Linked DNA regions of Zea mays: region 1 is linked to region 2. The links are chromatin contacts, called in public Hi-C maps. All regions are on one chromosome and are shown on one strand. Each heading gives the region's core, a stretch centred on a gene start, on an enhancer-like site or on the middle of the called end of the contact. The rest is flanking DNA. Distances are from core to core; before and after follow the strand shown.

What was found. A called contact is a pair of places that touch in the nucleus more often than the background predicts.
Region 1: a contact with region 2 is called in a Hi-C map of leaf, with 6 times the contacts expected there. The contact joins the promoter of LOC100193064 here to the promoter of LOC542018 in region 2. A contact is called at or near these places in 2 of 25 Hi-C or Micro-C datasets (ear and leaf).

Annotation. Positions count from the first base shown.
Region 1 is chr9:92,464,976-92,467,837 of Zm-B73-REFERENCE-NAM-5.0, forward strand. It overlaps LOC100193064, which reads right to left and starts at 1,424. Exons shown (of 4, transcript NM_001138230.2): 1 at 1,200-1,424. The coding sequence starts at 1,295.
Region 2 is chr9:92,186,146-92,189,132 of Zm-B73-REFERENCE-NAM-5.0, forward strand. LOC542018 (fatty acid elongase 1) reads left to right here and starts at 1,386. Exons shown (of 2, transcript NM_001279650.2): 1 at 1,386-1,536; 2 at 1,684-2,987. The coding sequence starts at 1,685.

The sequences.
Region 1 (2,862 bases), core at 174-2,673, 280 kb after region 2:
TAATCACATTATATCAAGTAAATCCATCACATGATCCCAAAACTTCTAAACAAAAACCAGGCACCTAGTAGATCTATGAGATCAAAACCAAAACCTATCAGCTTCTGCTTCCAAAATTTGCTTTATGATCTTTACAACAACAACAAAGCCTTTCGGTCCCAAGTAAATTGGGGTAGGCTAGAGTGAAACCCCACATGAGCCCCTAGTCACGGTTCTGGCATGTCAATAGCTTCTTCCCGCTTCATGAGCTTTTTGAAAAATAAAACCATTCGATGGTGGAGTTTAAAACTAGTTTAGGGGTTTTCATTTTCCAACTGTGCAGGACTGGAGAAATTTATTGATCAACCAATATATAAAGCAGAGTAGCAAACAAATGACAGAACTTTGAATAATGTTCTTGTGGGGTGGGGTGGGGGAGCATGAGGCCAGAACAGGGAGTGGGGGGACTTTTCATGACATATAAGTACTGGATTAACAGTTCAATTATGCCCTCTTTCCATGTACTCGAACCACCCAACCTTTTCACCACGAGGCATGCTAAAACAATGATCTTTACCAGAACAAAAACCCCAAGTCACGAAAAGTTACATCATTATGTATTCATGTCCATTACCATGTACATGTGTCTGCAATAAATTATACACGACAAGAAAACTAGGGAAGCATCAGGTACCAAGCCAATTTTTGCTTCGCACAAACATTCTGGAATGTTCCCTGCCAGCATACTTTGTTCCATACTTCCATTCGATAATATGACCTATCATTTCATTTAATCCAAAGCAGCCTTTTCAAAACACCCCCGGATCACAATCAATTATAATTGCTTTTCCAGACTCCGAACCAATTGCGTGCATCCACATATACCGCATGGCTCCAAGCGTCTTGCCCCTCTTCCTACCAGTACTCTAGTACAAACAAGGATGTACCAGGAGCTTCAGCGCCCTCTTTTCCCTCCCCCTCCTTTTCTCACCTCCCAAACCCAGGACAACCCGTCCCATCCATCACACCAGTGCAAATCCTAGCGCCTTGGCACAATCGTCTCGCGGCACGCAGCTGAGGCGGCAGCAGCCACACCAAACAACACAGGTTAAGCATTTTAATCAAGCCGCCCGTGACACAAAAGCTGCCAACTTTCGCGCAGATCAGGCAAGTCATCTTGCTAATCGCGGAGGAAGCCAGATTCAGGAGAGCGGACTTACAAAAGAGGAGTGCCGCGCGAGCGCCGGCTTCCTCGCCGCCGCCGCCGGGATCGGGGGCCTCCCGCCGCCGCCGCCTCGAGGCACGTGCTCTTCCATCACCGACCAAATTGGCTAGGGTTAGGGTTCGGATCTGGTCCTGGGAGCTACCTGCACGTAGGAGCCTCCGTACTGTAGAGCGTGAACAGTAGCAGGAAAAAGTAGGGGAGGAAAAGGCGAAGAGAAAACGAGCGGCACCACAGGGGCGTTTGGGTAAATTCGTGGGTGCTGTTAGGCTGTACTCTCTTGGATTTTTTATTTGAGTTTTGTGAGGGTCAAATAAAAAACATAGAGGTAGTATTTGACTAATAATATTAACTAATATTTGTCGTCCACTAGTTTATTTTTCAACTAAACAATGATAAAAAATGATAGAGTATTATATAAACATTTTTTTATAACGCAGCGACATTTTTTAAAAGGAAATAATTTTTAGTTTTAAATTCTTTTGACATGGTTATCAACTACTTACAAATTCATAAAATTAAATATCTAAATAATATAAAATGATTTTTTATTAAAAAAGTTTTATCTATAATTTTATTGTATATAATATGATAATTCTAAATAAATTCTCCATCGAAACCGATCTTCGTGTAATGCGAGATTCCAGTTTGAGGGGCTCATGCTGTCGATTGGTGGGTCGGTGTTATGATGTTATCTCGGGGCACGACTGTGGATAGGGGGGTTCATGCGAATATGTGTGCGTCAGTACGTGTGGAGCAGATGCGGTGGCAAGGGTCGAAGCTCCGGCTTGGGCTCGGGCCTTGCATTTGTATTGCATGGCTAAAGCATGAGGCGGCGACGGAGCCTTCCCATGGCAGTCGAGTATGGCGGCGTGGAACCACGGCTGAAAAGGGCACAATAGTGTTAAGCCCCAAGATGGGTAGGCGGACGGTCTGCTCATGCGTAAAATCAGTTAGGGTTCCGGATTTCTAGCGGGATTAACTCGAGAACCGACTTATAACAGGTCTAGACCTCCTCCCTTTATACATAGATGAAGGGTTACAGTCGATTGAACCCCCACAATCGATCCAATCAATTCTACTTATCGTTTTTACCTTATGCATTAGGAGTAGCTTTAGTTTAGCCCTAGTTTAGCCTTCTTCTACCTCGAATCTTCACCTCTCTTCGGCTCTACGTCGACTAGAGGCGTCTTGGGTGGGCTGTCGATGCCAAGACACACCCTAGGATCTCTCCTCCTCGACGGGGTCCCTCCCTGGAGGCGAGATCTAGGTCTGCTGCGAAGAAGACGACTCTATGCGCCATCGCAGAACGTCCAAGCCCTAGGCATGGCCCGTCCGGATGAACACAGAGGAGGAGCCACTCCTATGCCTAGGTCACGGACCATCTGGCCTTGTGTCGTGGACCGTCCGCGCCTCCATAGAGAGCACCTGAGAGCACCTAGATGGGGGTGAATAGGTGATCCTGCAAAAATTAACTCTAAACAAGACAAACTTGGTTTATAATAAGTGTTAGTAGAACCAAAATCAAGTTGAGATGAATAGAGATAGAGAGAACAAGAGAACTCTTCACTTGATTGTTCCTTTAAGATATGTATCAAACTTGGAAACAATAACACAAGTGAATATGTGAGAACTCTATGGAAGAAAATAATCACAATAAA
Region 2 (2,987 bases), core at 136-2,635:
TGATGGTTGAGAGACTATGCACGAGGCATGCAAATTAACAAGACTCATACAAGCGTCGAACATTGTGCTGATGATGATCAGAGACACAAGGGCAGCACATGATCAGGTCTTAACATGTTTGGCTTCCGAACAGGCTTTTCTCCAGATCCCCAAGGAAGAAGAAGATCCGGTCAGATATATGTCGATGCTCATCCCAACGTACATAAGCTATCAATGGTATTATATGTTCCCGTTGTAATGTACGGGCACACAACTAGTAAAGCCTTAAATCTAGATTATAGGGCAGCTCACTGCGATGTATTATATTTAAGACAATTGAGAGCATGCTTATAATTTTTTAACCAAATTTTATAAAATGAGGTATTATTGAATTAATTTTTTCTATGTAGAGCTCTATATTTCAATTTAAGGCACCGATTTAAGGTATTGTTGGAGATACTTTAAAAGACAATTATGAAATATATAGAATTCTTATTTGTGCATTTAGCGCTCTGGCAATAATCCCTAACCGTCTTATAGTAAGTTTTCAGATTTATTCTAATCAAAATTTGATTGTTTATAGAGTCGACGTACACGCTTTGAATTAGAATCTATCGAACCACTTCACTCTTGTAGAGAAAGGGTGTTTTTTTATGAGGCCAAGGACTCAAAATAGTGCCAAGGTGCTTTAAAGAAATGGACGATTTTTCTTTTACGGGGCGTTTGGATCTCTTTATTTTAGAGGAATTGGAATTTATTCAATAAAGTAACTTATTTAGTTTAGAATTTGACATTCCACAACTTTCTAAAGTTCAGATATAAGGCTATCTCAAATTCATGGGGTGGTGGATGAGAAATGATTTTATACAGTAGTATAATTTGTTTCTACTCTGTAACTTAAATGACACTATTTATCTCACTCCTCTATAGTAAAATTATAACACATAAATATTTCCGACATCTTTCTAATAATAGTATACAAATATATTTTATATAAAATTTAATTAGATTAATTAATATATACCTAAATTACTATTATTAGAATGGAATTCAATTCCAATAATCTAAACGAAGCGTTAGAAAAAATGTACGACAATTAGATAATTATTGCCTTGAATATGAATCCTCGCCCCACTATATGATTACAGAGTTATTTTTATTTAACGTATACTACGTTGATAACTGCAAGATTTTTTTTCTCAACAATCATACATGCCTTCGTACTTCTTGGCAAAAGGTGGCATAATATTTTCAGGTGCCAGCTGCACAGTGCGGTGCCCAGCTCAAATCCTTTTGGGGCCAAATTAGATTTACAGAACTTTACGGAGGGGCTAGATGAACTTTCCTCTTCAACGGCCCCCTTGTCTTCTCCATTTGTTCATTTCGCGTGGCTTCCCTTGCCCCCTATTAAACCACCGAGCTGGGCGCCTCCCCGTGGCGCTCGCGGCCGCATTAGCGCGGAGATCGAGAGACAAGAGAGGGAAGGCGGCGGCTTGCCGGCTTAAGCCTTCTCTCCCTCCGTCGTCGCCTCCTCCTTACGTCCGCTTCTTCCTCCTGGTACGCCTGAAAACCTTGATGACTCGCCCGCGTTAGATTTGGATTTTCTGCGGTTTCCAATCTGAACCACGATTTTAGAGATCCAGAAGTTCTTGGCTGAGATCCTGGCATTTGGGACTTTCTGACAGCAGTCTCTATTGTTTTCAGAATGGAGACGTCAGCGCCGCCCAATGCCCCCGCTCCGCCGGCGCAGCCACGGAGGCGGTTGCCGGACTTCCAGCAGTCAGTGCGGCTCAAGTATGTGAAGCTGGGGTACCACTACCTCATATCCCACGGGATGTACCTGCTGCTGTCGCCGCTGATGGCGCTCGTCGCCGTGCAGCTCTCCACCGTCTCCCCGCATGACCTCGCCGACCTGTGGGAGCAGCTCCGCTTCAACCTCCTCTCCGTCGTCGCCTGCTCCACGCTGCTCGTCTTCCTCTCCACCGTTTACTTCCTCACCCGCCCGCGCCCCGTGTACCTGCTCGACTTCGCCTGCTACAAGCCGGAGTCGGAGCGCAAGTGCACGCGCGAGACCTTCATGCACTGCTCCAAGCTCACCGGATCCTTCACGGACGAGAACCTCGAGTTCCAGCGCAAGATCCTCGAGCGCTCCGGCCTCGGCGAGGACACGTACCTTCCCCCCGCCGTGCTCCGGGTGCCCCCTAACCCGTGCATGGACGAGGCGCGTAAGGAGGCGCGCGCCGTCATGTTCGGCGCCATCGACCAGCTGCTCGAGAAGACCGGTGTCAGGCCCAAGGACATTGGTGTCCTAGTGGTCAACTGCAGCCTGTTCAACCCGACGCCGTCGCTGTCAGCCATGGTGGTGAACCATTACAAGCTGAGGGGGAATATTGTGAGCTACAACCTCGGCGGGATGGGCTGCAGCGCCGGGCTTCTGTCCATCGACCTCGCCAAGGATCTGCTGCAGGTGCACCCCAACTCTTACGCCCTGGTGATCAGCATGGAGAACATCACACTGAATTGGTACTTTGGGAACAACCGGTCCATGCTTGTGTCGAATTGCCTGTTCCGGATGGGTGGCGCGGCCATCCTGCTCTCGAACAGGCGGTCTGACAGGCGGAGGTCCAAGTATGAGCTGGTGCACACGGTGCGCACGCACAAGGGCGCCAACGACAAGTGCTTCGGCTGCGTGACACAGGAGGAAGATGAGATTGGCAAGATTGGCGTGTCACTGTCCAAGGACCTCATGGCAGTGGCCGGAGACGCACTTAAGACCAACATCACCACGCTGGGGCCGTTGGTGCTCCCATTATCAGAGCAACTTCTCTTCATGGGCACATTGATTGCCAAGAAGGTGCTCAAGATGAAAATCAAGCCATACATCCCTGACTTCAAGCTGGCTTTCGAGCACTTCTGCATCCACGCAGGCGGCCGCGCTGTGCTGGATGAGCTGGAGAAGAACCTGGAGCTCACTGACTGGCACATGGAGCCATCGAGGATGACCCTGT